3 separate regions of the Mus musculus genome follow, and regions 2 and 3 are each linked to region 1. The links are chromatin contacts, called in public promoter capture Hi-C maps. All regions are on one chromosome and are shown on one strand. Each heading gives the region's core, a stretch centred on a gene start, on an enhancer-like site or on the middle of the called end of the contact. The rest is flanking DNA. Distances are from core to core; before and after follow the strand shown. Region 1 holds the start of Cant1 (calcium activated nucleotidase 1). Region 2 holds the start of Atp5h (ATP synthase, H+ transporting, mitochondrial F0 complex, subunit D). Region 3 holds the start of Wdr45b (WD repeat domain 45B).

Evidence for each region. Promoter capture Hi-C pulls out the DNA fragments that hold promoters and counts their contacts.
Region 2: a promoter capture Hi-C map of liver shows a contact between it and region 1, with 4 times the contacts expected there. The contact joins the promoter of Atp5h here to the promoter of Cant1 in region 1. A contact is called at or near these places in 2 of 39 promoter capture datasets (liver and pre-B cells).
Region 3: a contact with region 1 is called in a promoter capture Hi-C map of pre-B cells, with 3 times the contacts expected there. The contact joins the promoter of Wdr45b here to the promoter of Cant1 in region 1. A contact is called at or near these places in 3 of 39 promoter capture datasets (the C10 cell line, neutrophils and pre-B cells).

What each region holds. Positions count from the first base shown.
Region 1 is chr11:118,416,589-118,421,288 of GRCm38.p6, forward strand. It overlaps Cant1 (calcium activated nucleotidase 1), which reads right to left and starts at 2,530. Exons shown (of 5, transcript NM_001025617.2): 1 at 2,342-2,530; 2 at 986-1,066.
Region 2 is chr11:115,417,315-115,422,014 of GRCm38.p6, forward strand. Atp5h (ATP synthase, H+ transporting, mitochondrial F0 complex, subunit D) reads right to left here and starts at 2,605. Exons shown (of 6, transcript NM_027862.1): 1 at 2,578-2,605; 2 at 1,072-1,202; 3 at 525-621. The coding sequence starts at 1,193. Kctd2 (potassium channel tetramerisation domain containing 2) reads left to right here and starts at 2,812. Exons shown (of 6, transcript NM_183285.3): 1 at 2,812-3,192; 2 at 4,669-4,700. The coding sequence starts at 2,854.
Region 3 is chr11:121,352,127-121,356,826 of GRCm38.p6, forward strand. It overlaps Wdr45b (WD repeat domain 45B), which reads right to left and starts at 2,321. Exons shown (of 10, transcript NM_025793.3): 1 at 2,101-2,321. The coding sequence starts at 2,167. Rab40b (Rab40B, member RAS oncogene family) reads right to left here. Exons shown (of 6, transcript NM_139147.3): 6 at 3,995-4,700.

The sequences.
Region 1 (4,700 bases), core at 1,280-3,779:
GGAAGACCCACTCCATGGCCTCTGCCTCAGTCCCTGCCTGTGGTTCCTTCCTCCCTGCTCAGAACCAGCAGTACTGAGAGCACCAGGAGCTCTTTGCCTGAGCCAGTCACTCCCTCTTGCTCTTCTGCCTCACACTGTGGCTTTAAGGGTCCTGAGATCACATTGCCCCTTGGGAGCCCTCCCTGTTTCCCGGTGAGATATTTCCAGCCTTAACTTCCCTGGGCAATGCAGCACGCTCACAGGCTAGGGGGTGAGGTAGACACGAGCGTCTTGAGGCTCATTACAGTTCACATCAGTCCTTTCCCAGTGTGGGCAGAGAGGCTTCAGAACCCTCCCCGGCTTGCATCTGTGGCATCACAACGCTGCTGCTTCTGCTTAGTCTGCATCCCCAGTGCCCTGGGAGGGACTTAGCAAAGGAGCTGCCCTCCAGGTCAAAGTGATACCCCAAACACAGCATGCCTGAAAACACAGGGGTTTGACAATCCCAGTCCAACCCAGACCAGAACTCAATTCCAGAATACACAGTTGCACCCTTGGACACAGCCCACACTGTCCCAGAGCTCCCCCGCCCCCGCCCTGTGCTGGCTGGGGGACAAGGCAAGACCCTCAGAACCACCCTGATGGCTCTCAGCTCACGCTCACCTGCACTTTACTGCTCACAATTGCTCACTCTCAATGCACGGGAGCTGCCTTGAGTTTCTATTTCATTGCATGTGGACTTCTCTAGGATCAGGGTTATTATTAATTTTTCCTAGACAATCTGTCTTGTGTTGATGAAAAGAAAAGCCAATATAAAGTCTTTAAAGTCAGTATACAAGGTTTTAATTCCTTCAGTGTTGGCATTTAAGACAAGCTTTCCAGAAATTCTCAACACTCACTGGCTTCTAATAGGTATTTTCATGCCTCTTGACAGAGAGGGGAAGGAGTGTGGACTGCCATCCACTGTCCTCAAAGGACAGATACTAACACGCACTGGAACACCTACCTGTATGGCCACGGCGAAGACAGCCACACTGCGAAGGATGTTCCAAGGCTCAGGTGACAGGGTCGCACGTATCTGTGGGAGCTTCATGGGCACACATGCCACAGTCAGGTGGGTGGCAACGGGACACCTGCCTCTTCCACTCTCTAGACCTCTCCTCCTGTCCCCGCTGCTCAGCAGGCAGAGGATGTCATGCATTCCTGGACACACTGGTGCATATTACGTGGTAAAGGGGACTGAGGGACAATATGGTCACAGTACATGGTCCATTCAGTTGCAAGAAGCATTTACTTTTTTATAACAGGTCAAATGGAACAAAGAAAGCAAGAAAGCACACAGAATTCTGTCTCTAGCCAAGCAAAGACGCTCTGGGCTCTATGTGACAGAGATCCCTTGTCTTATCCAGAAGGAAGTAGGCTGTGCTCACGGGTTCCAGCAAGACTGCTAGGCCGAGGTCTAGGGAGCAGCTCAAAGGAGGGCCTGTAGCCCAGTCCAGAAGGATGGTCCTCAGACAAGCCCCAGAGGGGCAGGGAGAAGGAGTTCCCAAGGCAGGGTCTGCAGTACATGCAGGACAGTCTTGGGAGCTTGTAAGATCTAGTCAGTCAGGCCCCACTGACACCGTGAGACCAGGTTCCCAGGTCTAAGCTTTGTCCAGTATATAGACCTGAGATGGAACTGGGAAATGAAGCTGGTTACTGAGGCACTCCCGAGTGACTGCAGAAAGGTGCTTGGGTTTACTGGAGGCGTATGAATGTCACAGGTGCTAGGGGCAGGAAGCTCTGTAAGGATGGACCAGGTGATGCCCGACTTCGAGGCTGGGAGAGTCTAGCCGAGATTAGGGTTGTATGTGCAGAAAGGGACTAGGGGGTGTGCAGAAGAAGCAGGGGGTGTCGGTAGTCGGGTAGTAAAAAAGGATAGTGCACTATGCTGCCTAGGGGGAAGGTCCAATCTTAGATGACAGCAAGAAGAGCCAGGACAGGAGCAAGGAAGTGGGCGGTTACAGGTGAGGATGGGGTGCGTAGGTGGGTCTGTTAGAGAGGTGATCAAGTGCCAAACTGGAGAGCCCGTGCCCAGGCCAGGCAGGGAGGGAGGGAAGGTACTGTCGCTAGGGGCATTTGAAGCATGCTAGTCAGAAGAGGAAGAAGTTTCGCACTACTTCAGCACGGCACCCTCATCAGAAAGGGGAGGTCTCCCACACAAGCCAGAGGGGGAAAGACGTCTGTCTGTCCGGCACCCGTCACAGCCTAGCTGCGGGGGGGAGTTTGAGGTGCCTGGGGCCGGGCCGGACGGATGCGGGTGGCAACAGGCCCCAGAACACAGCGAGGGAGGGCACCCGGCCGCGGGCGCACCGTCACTCACCCACTGAGGGCCTGGCTCCGGAGCCTGCGGGCTGCCGCCTACCTGCGTAGGGCCGGACAGGGCAGGCGGCCACTTCCGCCCCGCCGCGCGCTCCCGGCAGTCTCTGTTCTGCGCCTGCGCCTCACTCTGGCCGCGCGCTCCCGGCAGCCTCTGCTCTAAGTGTCTTCCTGCGCCGCACTCTCGGTTGCCTACAGCCACGTCTTCCCGGCAGCCTTTGCTCTATGTGTCTTCCTCTACTCGCCCACCCAGTCTCTGCTCTGCGCCTGCGCACTGAGCGCCGGGCTGCTGGGAATCGTAGTTTTTCGCTTGAGCTTGTAATTGAGGCGCGGAAATCCAGCAAAGGAGTTGTCTGTCGTTCCCCAGTTAAGCTTCAGGGTTCTTTGCCTGGTCCCCCCGACCTTCGTCTCAGGAAGTTTAGAAGTTAGGACTCCTCTCTGCCGCCCTAGTCCTCAGACCCTCTTCTGAGCAGTTCCAGCTGGTCATAGCCAATGCTGACCAGATTCCACAGCAGGACCAGAGGATGGTGGTGTGTTCCCGCCGCCGACTGTAGTCAATAGCCCTTACAAACGGAGGACCCCGGTTCATCTTTTCCCAGCCTGCCTTGCCCTGAGCTCTGTGCTGTGTGATACCGGCTCAGTCCTAGACAGTGGTGGCATGTAAGGACTTTAAGAGGCCCTCATCAACCATGGAGAGAGTCAGCCCTGCCTCCTGACTTCAGCCTCATCCCTGAGTCTCCCAAAAGCCTTCTGGGAAGTAACCGATGCACAGTTGGGACGAATTCAAAATATGTAACCCAACACGGTGAAAAACAACCCTTTCTTCCACCCCTTTTTGTCCTCTGGGACATACACTAACTAACGTTAGAATATATACTAAATTACATGTGAAAAATAGAAATGTGCTGGGTTCCCTCTTCTGTGCTTGGGTTGGCAGGCCATCTTTCTTGAATTCTCTGATGTTCGTGTCAGACCAAACCAAGTCCCAATCAGCCACCTTCTATTTGTTACAGCTTCTCCACTCGGAATAGCAGATTGCTCGTAGGATTTTTAAAGCACTCTAGGTATTCCTTCCAATTCCCAGCTCCTCTCCTTACACCTGCAACGGGAGGCATGGTCCCGAATACTGTGCTCATCTTTCTCAAGCCTTCCTTTGCAGACAACACATAGCTGTGCAACTCTAAATAATACATTGCTCAGTTCTGCCCAGCTTAACCTTTATGAGAGATGGCAGAGTCGGTGTTCCAGGGGCGCGCGCGCGCGCGCGCGCACACACACACACACACATACACACACACACAGAGAGAGAGAGAGAGAGAGAGAGAGAGAGAGAGAGAGAGAGAGAGAGAGAGAACACGCATCTGTGTGGGTTTATATATTCACAGGTGCACTTGCGTTCCCCTAGAGGCCAGAGGACAACCTCGGTTTCTGGATGGCCTGGAACTGGCTGAGTAGGCTAGCCTGGCTGGCCACTGAGCCCCAGTGAGTCCCAGGAAGCTCTAGTACCCCTTGCACCAGGATTGCAACACCACACCCATCATTTTCGTAACATGATTTCTGGGCAGTGGATTCACCTCTGTGCTTGCAAGTCTATCACTTTGCCAGCTGAGTTTTCTTCTCAGCCCTGTCATATCTTTTAGACGGTGTGCAATTCTTTTGTAGCTATGGTAATATCTCTTTAAGAAGAAATCCATCCCTTCCGTATTGCTATTGTGCAATACTAACCTTATCCGAATGATGTTTCCATAGGCACACAGGTCTGTTTAGGAGATGTTGGGTTGCATTGATACTTTTGTTACCAGCTTCAACACTTCTTTCTCATCATCTCGTTGCAAGCTTCAGAAGTTGAATGACACAGTCCTGCAACTACCCAGCAACTGACCTTTAGGGACCTTGAATAGAATTACTCCTGTAGAGTCAGGAGACCAATGAGGTTTTTTACCATATACAGTCTTCTACCCAAGACCATAGGGAAGCTATTTAATTCCACCCTAAAACATTCTTTTGGAATACCTAAAATCTCACATTTCAACAATACTTCAGGGAATATCCTTGTGTTATTAAAGCACAACTATAAAATGTACCTAGGATAAATTCCTAGAAGAAAACCTACTGGCCCAAAGTACGTGTTCATGCAGGAGTGAGTACATGTCCTCCAGAGCAGCAGTCTGCAGTGGCTCCATGGCTAAGAAAAGCCAGAAGATCTGCATTCTTCTTTGCATTATGGGAGACGCTGTCATAGCTGCCACAGGATCGGAAAAGTACCTGAACTTCCTCACCCTCCATGGAGTAGCCTACACTCTAGTAACAAAATGCAGGCAGCGAGAGAATAGCACATCATATTCACAAAATCTCTGTTTAAG
Region 2 (4,700 bases), core at 1,355-3,854, 3.0 Mb before region 1:
AAATAATAAGCAAATGAACTCTGGATCCAGAGACATTATATTATTGTACTTAATGTGCAGGTACCAAAAGAACACAGGTCACTGATGGGGCTGGAGAGACGGCTCAGCAGTTTTGTGCACTGGCTGCTCTTCCAGAGGACCTAGGTTCAATTCCCAGCACCCACATGGCATCTCACAACAGCCTGTGACTCTAACTCTGGAGCATCTGGTACCACCAAGCTTCCTCTGGAATATACGCAGGAAAAACACCCAGAGACAGGAAACTCATGTTTTTAAGAGAAGAGGTTGGAGAAGGGGGTCGGGGGGAGGAACTGTTAGTTTACAAGGAGGAGGCAGGCAAGAGACTAAAGGCCCTCCAAGTCCTTCAGCTCCTGGGAGCAAGGCTACCTGTACTGCCAAGTGACTGAACCCTGATTCTCTACAGGTGCTCACAAAATCCACCCCAGGGCCTTTGGCCAAACCCACTCCCCCCACCTGCCAGCCCCTTGCAAGATAGACCTTTACTTAATTATCTGAAGACTCACCTTCTTTTCAAAATCATCCACCAAGCCAGGCTTGGCCACATTGGCCCTGTAGTAAGCCCAGTCAATCGCAGGTGGTTTCTCAGACAGACTAGCCAACCTACTCGTATGGAAAAGGAAGTCAGCATTGTTATTCCCGGACTGGAATGAGCAAAAGACACTAGTTACACAGCAACCTCCTATCCCTGACACACTGGAGTGTCAAGCACACTTTTATCTGAAGGGCCACCACAAAAATGCTTTCATTTGCAGAACACATTGTTTCTTTCCTCTTGTCGAACTATTAGAAATGCCTAGCTAGGGCTGGCAAGATGGCTAAGTGGGTAAAGGGGCTTGTTGCTAAACCTGAGGACCTGTATTCAATACCCAAGACTCATCACATAGTTGAAGGCAGAGAGCCAACCCCACAAGTTTTCCTTTTGATATGGCACACACAGCAGCAGATTCGAACTCATATACTTACTAAATACTAAGTGGATGTGATAAATGTCAAAACATTGCTTCCAGGTTCAGCATCAAGGATGGGGGCTCCCTCTTACAGCATACTGACCTGGCGTGGAAGGTCTCATTCCAGGACTTCAGGGCATTTCCAATTGCCTTCTGGTTTTGGGGCATGACCTCCACAAAAGATACCCAATCAATGGTTTTTAGAGCAAGTTTACGCCCAGCCATCTTGGGATACTAGAAAACAAAACAGCGCCTTTGGAGAGAACCCCTGAAGGAGACCATTCCAGAGAAATACAAGTCGTTAAGAGACGGATCAGCTCAAGCATTTGATGGGTATATATATGCAACAGATGAAAGAATTCGGATTTAAACCAGGAAAGAGGGCTAGGGATGTAGCTAGTTGCTAGAATGCTTGCCTGGCATGGACAGAGTCCTGGGTTCCCTCTCCAGCACCAGAAACACTGAGGTAGAGGCAGAGAATCAAAGTTCAAGGTCACATGAGAGATGTGGGAGCTTGTCTCAATACATCAAAATAAAGCTCTACAACCCAGAATATAAACATGTTCTCTCCTACCAGGCTGCCCTTCCTCTATCCCAACTCATTTCTATTCTTTGCAGACACTTCTAAAGGAAGTCATAAGCTGCCCAAAGGCTAACTAAGCTACTGTGTTTTGGCCACTGACTCTCCACCACAACCCCGGCCATTCACTCGAACTGTCCTGCCCAGGTCATCCTGTCCACAGCACACATACTGTGCACTTTCAGAGGCATTTTTACACAAATGATACTGTGAAAAGAAAGTGACTGAAGCGGTCTTGAGACCAAAACAAGACGAGATACAGAAAATAACTATGAAGAGAGCCAACCGAAAAGTGGAAACCATCTACACAAGCTCTGAGTGGGGGATACCTTCCTATCGATCAAAGTTGTCAAATGCCGGTCTCTCTCCTTCCTTCCTTCCTTCCTTCCTTCCTTCCTTCCTTCCTTCCTTCCTCAGTACAGCTTACGTCTCTAAGAGACAGAGACAGAGACTAAGACAGTTGTCAAGTGAACTAAGGATGCCAGAGAACGAAGTGCACTGGAGAAAGCAGGAGTTACAGACTTTTTGTTATCTGATTCATCTCTAGCGCTGGTTGTTTCTCAGACAAATTGGCCAGCCTGCTCTCATACACAGGTCATAAGCATAGAGAATGACCAATAGTTAATTAGATCAATCGGTAAACCTCATGAGGAATAGGAATCCTCCATTCGAAGGGAAGGACGTAGAGTTGAAGTCTGCTAGGTGTCTTGTCCTCTCTGAAAGTTACCACCCTAACTCTGTGATGCTTTCCCGACCCCTAAACTCCACTCCTGAGATCGCCACACAGTGTGAGACAAAAGTCTGTGGCAACATCTAAATTCACGGTGATTGGCTAAGTCACTGCCAGGCCCCAGGCTCGCCCCGCGGGAAAGCGAGCAGGGCAAAGCAGTGACCTCGGGCGCTCTGCTAGCGGGGCAGCTCGAAGGCCCGATGTCCTCCGTGGAGCTGGAACAAGTGTGGAAGCGAGGTCTGGAATACAATACAAAAGAGTCCGTGGAGATTCGACCCAACACCTCAGACCCCACTCACCTTCACCGACCCCCGGCGGAGTGCTCTCTCTCCAGCAAGCAAGGAACGGAAGAGAGTTGCCGGAAGTTCTCTCCTTGGCCAATCCGAACGAGCAATAGGCGGGTCTCATGTCACACTTCAGCCAATGAGCATGGAGTCCCGTCCTGGAAGGCGGGCGCGGCGCCTGCGCCGTCGGGGTCCCTTTTCCCCCTGCCCCACGCCCGCCGATGGGCCGGCCCGGCTCTCCCCGCCGAGGAGTCGGCCGGCCCGGCGGCGCGCGGGCAGCGGCGGCCCAAGATGGCGGAGCTGCAGCTGGACCCGGCAGTGGCGGGGCTGGGAGGGGGTGGCAGCAGTGCGATGGGCGACGGCGGCGGCTCGGGCCGCGGACCCCCCAGCCCTCGCCCTGCGGGCCCGACACCCCGCGGACACGGCCGCCAGCCCGCCGCCGCCGCGCAGCCGCTGGAGCCCGGGCCCGGACCTCCGGAGCGGACGGGAGGCGGCGGGGCCGCCCGCTGGGTCCGGCTCAACGTGGGCGGTACCTACTTCGTGACCACCAGACAGACCCTAGGCCGGGAGCCCAAGTCCTTCCTCTGCCGCCTGTGCTGCCAGGAGGACCCGGAGCTGGACTCCGACAAGGTGCGCCCCGCCCTCGGGCGCGCCCCCGGGTGTTGGGACCCATTCCAGGCTGGTGCTCCGATCTCTGGGACGCGTTTCCCTCCAGCGGGTCCTGCAAACCCGGACTTGAGTCCACTCTCTTCCCCCCGAGTTAGCACTGGCCACCTCAGAATGATCTCCCGTCCCAGTTCTGCCCCATCTTCAGGCACACTCCGGTTTCCCTTCGCACCCCGCTCTTTTCTCAGCTGCTCCTGCGTGGAGTTGTCTACCTGCACCCACGGGAGCCCCCTTCGTGCTCCTGTCACATTCCCTGCCCCTCCTGGGGACCACCCCTTCTCAGATCTGCATGAGTTTTTCTTTGGCTCCCGGGCGGCCCCCTGCTGCTGGTGCCAAATGCATTCAGAACTGGGTCAGGGTGAATGACCACATCTTGGTCACTTTCGGAGGACTCAGGTCCTGTTCCATCCCTGTGTAAAGTGGTATTAAACTCGGGGTTTAATGATAGCGTCCACTACTGAAGGCTGCAGGAAGTGCTTGTGATACATCCTGTGGTGGTGATAAAATCCTGGTCCCAGACCTTTTGTGCCGTAACAGTCACCGTTTCGGTACATTTTTGAAAGTAAATGCACTCCTTGGAAAGATGGGCTGATAGGTTAGGACCCAGAGAATGTGTAGCGTCAAACACAGGGTTGAGCAGTGGCAAGACGTCATTCATTTCCAGTTTGAACTGTAACTTTTGCAGGTTGACCTTTGACTCTCAAACGCATCCATACCATAAAGCACTCCCATGGTTAGTAGACTTGCATAAACCCTTAATCAGTTTCATCTGTTCTCTGATACCAAATTGATGGGAACCTTAAGAGATTCCAGAACTCCTGTTTATAGGGAATTATTTTTATATACCCTAAATCTTCCTTATGGCCAACACAAGCCAGTTTCTTGTTTCTTTTACTGTAAAGATGAGTAGGATTAAAGTTGCTCTGAGCCAAGTCCTGGCAGTACCAAGCTTCCTCTGGGCACAGAGATAGGGTGTGTGAGATTGCAGCTGCCAGTGCAGACTCCCACTGATGTTGGCCTTGGGCTCAGGAGAACTGCCAATAGAATGGAAGTTTTCTCAGAATTAGGACTGTAGTCCAGGGGCAGTGAAGGAGTCAGAACGCTTAACACAGCTATGAGATTTCCTTCATCCCCTCCCTGTAGCTGGTACCCTACAGAAGAATGTTAACAGAATGTGGGTCTACCCAGTAAATAAAGGCCTGGGCAGTGGGAGTGACTGTGCGTCTAAGACATCTGACCTGAAATGATCTTAAAGCCAGCCTCTGGTCAATAGTTTAAAATAAGCAAACTGTAGCAAAACCGGCTCAGTAAATAAATAAATAAATAAATAAATAAATAAATAAATGGTTTTTAGCTGACATAGTGACTGTTGCCTGAGTGCCCCGGCGGATTAGGGAAATGCTATTTAGAAAATGTTGCTTGGCTGTGCTCGGTTGACAGGACGAGACTGGAGCGTATCTGATTGACAGAGA
Region 3 (4,700 bases), core at 1,071-3,570, 2.9 Mb after region 1:
TCTCTGTTTCTTGCTTGTGGAACAGGTGTAAGCTCTCGGCCACTGCTGCAGTGACATGCCTGCTTCCCCGTTGACATCACGGTCATGGACCCTAACCCTCTGAAACTCTAAGTTCACAATGAACTCCTGTATAAGTTGACTTGGGTCATGGTGTCTCATCACACAGAAAAGTAACTTAGACAATTTGCTAGCTCAAGAGCTATTTTCTTTTTCTCTGTCTGTCTGTCTGTCTGTCTCTCTTTCTTTTTGGAAACAGGATTTCTCTATGTAGCTCTGGCTGTCTTGGAACTTATTCTGTAGACATGGCTAGCTTCAAACTCAAAAGAGATCTGCTTGCTTCTGCCTCCCCACATGCTAGGACTAAAGGTATGTGCCACCACACCTGGATAAAAGCTAATCTCTCTCTCTCTCCTCTCTCTCCCTCTGGTTTTACAAGACAGAGTTTCTCTGTGTAGCCCTAACTGTCCTGGAACTCATATGATGTCCATGAGCCTCTCAGCCCCCACGTGCTGATGCTACATGCGCTTGCTCCTTCACAGTTCCACAATGGGACCAACCCTAACACTGCAACCAGGCCTGGAATCCCGTACTGCTCAAGGCCACCACACTGGAGTCTAACTGCTCTCTTCCCAGAACTGTCTGTGCTTCCACAGGACAATAATACTTTTGCCTATCTCTGTCCGATCTAAAGGAAGGCTTTCCACACTTGTAATGGGCTATGCACATTCTCTCCCTCTTACCTTGGTTTACCTTGGAAATGTTATAGCTTATAGCTATCCTACAGGTTCTGATTATAGTGAACGCATCCCTCAAACTTCTTCAAATGCCTAGCACATGGACTCTAAGAGAATATATGCAAATGGGATGCACAATAGCACTACCTACTTAAAGCACTACCTAACTATAGTCTGTAATAGTAAGATCCCCACCTCAAAAATAAAAACAGCCAGGTGGTGAACATTTTTAAGGAGGTTTAGGGAGTTCCAGGACAGCCAGAGATACACAGTGCCAATTGTCTCAAAAATAAAAATAAACATAAAAATCAAAAAAACTCATCTTCTTAGCCAGGGGCAATAGAGTGAGCATGCAATCCCACTTGCTCCAGGGACTGTGAAGGGAAGATTCCTGGAGCACAGCTTAAGATAAGCTTGAACAGGAGAGCAAGATCCAGTCCCAACAATAACAAAAATCAAGTTAAGTTCACTTTCCAAGACAGTAAGTCATACATTTGCTACAGCACCTCGAAATTTTACATACGGAAAGCTAAGATGTTATAACTCTTAGAAGCCCAGAGTATCAGCCTTTACCCTTTTCCCTTGAGGAGATTTAGAAAAGGGAAGTTAGCTGACATAGTGGCACACTCCTTTAATCTCAGCACCCCGGGAGGCAGAGACAGGGTCAACAGAGTGAGTTCCAGGACAGTGAGGGTTACGCAGAAAAAGCGTCTCGGGGATATAATCCCCACTAAGAGGGGTTCCCGCCCATTATCTTGGAAGCAAGAATACCTTCTCCAAGACCCCAAACTCAAGAGGCAAGAGGCAGTCACGGGAACGCAAATCATGTAAGTCCTTTCATCCTACAGAACAGAAGAAAATACCAGAGGGGAGGGAGAGGCGTACAGCTAAGACATCAAGGCGAAGAACCTACACTCCACGAAGGTGCCAGCCGCAAGAACCACGACAAACTGCCGCCCCGCGACGGGCAGGTCCCGCTACGCCACCCGCTGGCAACGTAAGCGCTGGAGACCCTGACGCCCAGCAGTAAGCCTGCGGGTTCTTAGGTACCCGGTAAAAAAGTGGCACTGCCCGCCGACCCGGGCGGCGGCAGCGCGCGGAGGGGTGGGGTGGGGTGGGTGTTTCTCCCCGCTATGGGTGCCCGGGCTGGAAAGGACCGCGGGGGGGGGGGGTCCTCCCTACAGAGCGGTTCGGAGATTTCCTGAAAGAGCCGCCAGAGTCTGAGCTCTCAGGGCGCGACCGAGTCTCCGGTTAGGGTCCGGGGGACGCTCGCGACAGCTCCGGGGCCCTGCGGTCGCGGTAGCGTTGGGTCGGGGTCTCCCGGAAGGGCTGGGGTGTTACCACGGAGCTGGGCCCGGGGTCTCACCGTGGTCCTGGTTGAAGCCGGCGTACAGCAGCCCGTTGCCGTGAGGGTTACACGGCAGGAGGTTCATGGCGCCGTCGTAGGGACTGTGGCTCCTCAGCACCGCATACCGCTCGCAACCAGGCGATCTCTCCGGTCGCGCGGCGCTAGGGCCGCCGCGGCCGGAAGCCAGGGTCCTGGGGACTTGCGTCGTGCGTGTGTCGTCAGTGCTGCGTCATCAGTGCGCGCGGATCTGTGGGCGCGCGTGCGCGCAACCAGCAAGCGCCGAGGGACAGACGCGTCCACTGCAGGGAAGTAGGTGGCGGGAAGTAGGTGGCGAGGGCTCGCCGGGCGCGTCCATAAGGGGCGGGGCAGGACGCAGCCGAGGGGAAGCTGCGGAGAGAGCTGGGTGCCCCGCACTCACACAAGCAGGGCAGGACTGATGGGACCAAGGACAGGGCAGAGAAGAGACTGCGCCAACGCTCCTGCCCACAACACAGTCTCCTGAAACCCTCACCGCGTTCCCACGATACACATCGTGTTCGACCAGAAGCAGCCTTCGTGTAATGGTACCTGCATTTTCCCCGAGAGACAAACACAGACAGACTATCCCCTATTTCTTCCCGAGCTTTCCCAACCATCTGACACGTCCTCTCACAGACACAAATTTCCAAAGAGACATAATAGGACATAACCTCACAGAAAAGATCCCCAGACCTCGCGACTGTTGTTTGGGGTGCTCTGTTTACAGGGGTCTGGGATGGCTCTGGAAGCTGGTGCTTTCTCCTCTCTACTACAATTCATTCTCTGGTTCCCTCTCTCCTCACTGGCTTCTCCCCTTACCTGTTTACCATCCTTTCCCCCAAATGAAGACTTGTAGCGTCTTAGGATTCAAGAAGCTTAAGCAGAAGGACCCTAGTCCCACACAGCCCACCATTCATCCCATCAGCACTGAAGAGGGGAGGGGAAACCACTTCAGGGACTGTCCTTTCATCTCTCTAGTTATGAACCTAAGAAAGGGCAGCTGAGGCATGAATGTTCAAGCCCTAAACGGTCTCACCATCTGTGAGAACATTTGCACAACAATAAGGTGGCTGTGAAGGTCCTGGCAGGATGTCTTGATAGTTGGCCACTGTCAAGGAGGCCTTGTTCCTTCGGGTTTCACTGGCTTACACACTCACCTGCCTCTCTGGATATCTATTCACCTCATCTCCACAGGGCTGGATGACCCCAGCTTCAGGCCTTCAGTGGCTCAGATGGCTACACTCCTGCTTCTCTAAGGACATTGTTATTATGTATCTGGAGACTCAAAAAATGTTAAGACATTGTAAATCACTAATAAAAACTTAGGGTATCCAAGCTTTATCTTATTTCAGTTTTCCTGTTGTTTAATCTCTCATAGGGTCTAGCTTCCTAAGCAGCAGGACCAGAAGAGAGACCTATACTTGAGCCTTTATAACGCCAGAATGTTGTGGTGGCTTTGTTTTGGTTTTTGGTTTTTGTTTTTTTGTTGGCAAGGAGTGACAAGGGCTTCATCTCTAGGGAAATGTCTGGCCACAGCTCTAACAAACCTCTGACACTTACCAGGAGCCACATGAGAGCGTGTTTCTTTCAGTACTTCCACTTTATCTTGTTGAGACAAGGTCTCATTCTCTAACCCTGGAACTCACGATGTAGCTCCAAGTTGGTCAAAGTATCACAGTAATATTGCTTCAAGCTCCCAAGAACCGGGATACTAGGCATTCGTCATGACATACAGCACTACGTGTTTTCTCTGCATTTCTTCTCTGGGAAGAAATCCTTTCCAAAGATGACATAGGACAAAACTAAGCTTTGGGGTAAACATCATGAAACAGGCAAGGAGACAAGTGCAGAAGAGAGCTGTGCTGTACCTGGATCTAGAAAGAGATACCACGACTCTGTCAAGAGAGGAGCAAGTATCCACTTTATTGAGAAACATAGTCCTTAAATAACTGTTTTTACTTCTCCTTTACTGAAATACCTCTCTCCTTGCTAATCTGTTGAAACAATGCTGGCTTTGTTCAACATAATTGGAGATATCTTTGGCATTTTCTTCCCATAGTTTCAGAACTTGTAGGATACTTTGTACAAAATATGTAGGTTTACAGAAAAATATGAATATAGATTACTTATTAATCTCAAAATGTAGTAAACAACATAGCAAAAACTTTATCAAATCCATGTCCTACCCAAATGGGACAGACCTGTTGTACACAACCTGTGAAACTGCAGCATTTTTTATAAGTTGGGGCTTTGACATTAAAATGTTTACAAAAGGCCCCTCTTGTAGTATCAGTAATGCTAGATTATCTGATTATCATTGCTTCTGAAATTTCCTTGAACATGTATTCACTACACACATTTTATCAGCCATATAAAAGCAGTTACAGAAAAAGTTGCACAACAATCATGATAAAAAGTCACATCCATAATTTCATATTATCAAGAGTAGAGAAGAATACTAATTTTTTTCCCTTTGCACACACAAGTCTAGAACAAGAGCTTCATGCACATCCACACAAAAGTGTCAGTCACAGCGCACTGGGCATTCCTACCACGGCAGTGGCATTCCAAAGGAAGCAGCATCGTTACCGTTAATAAAT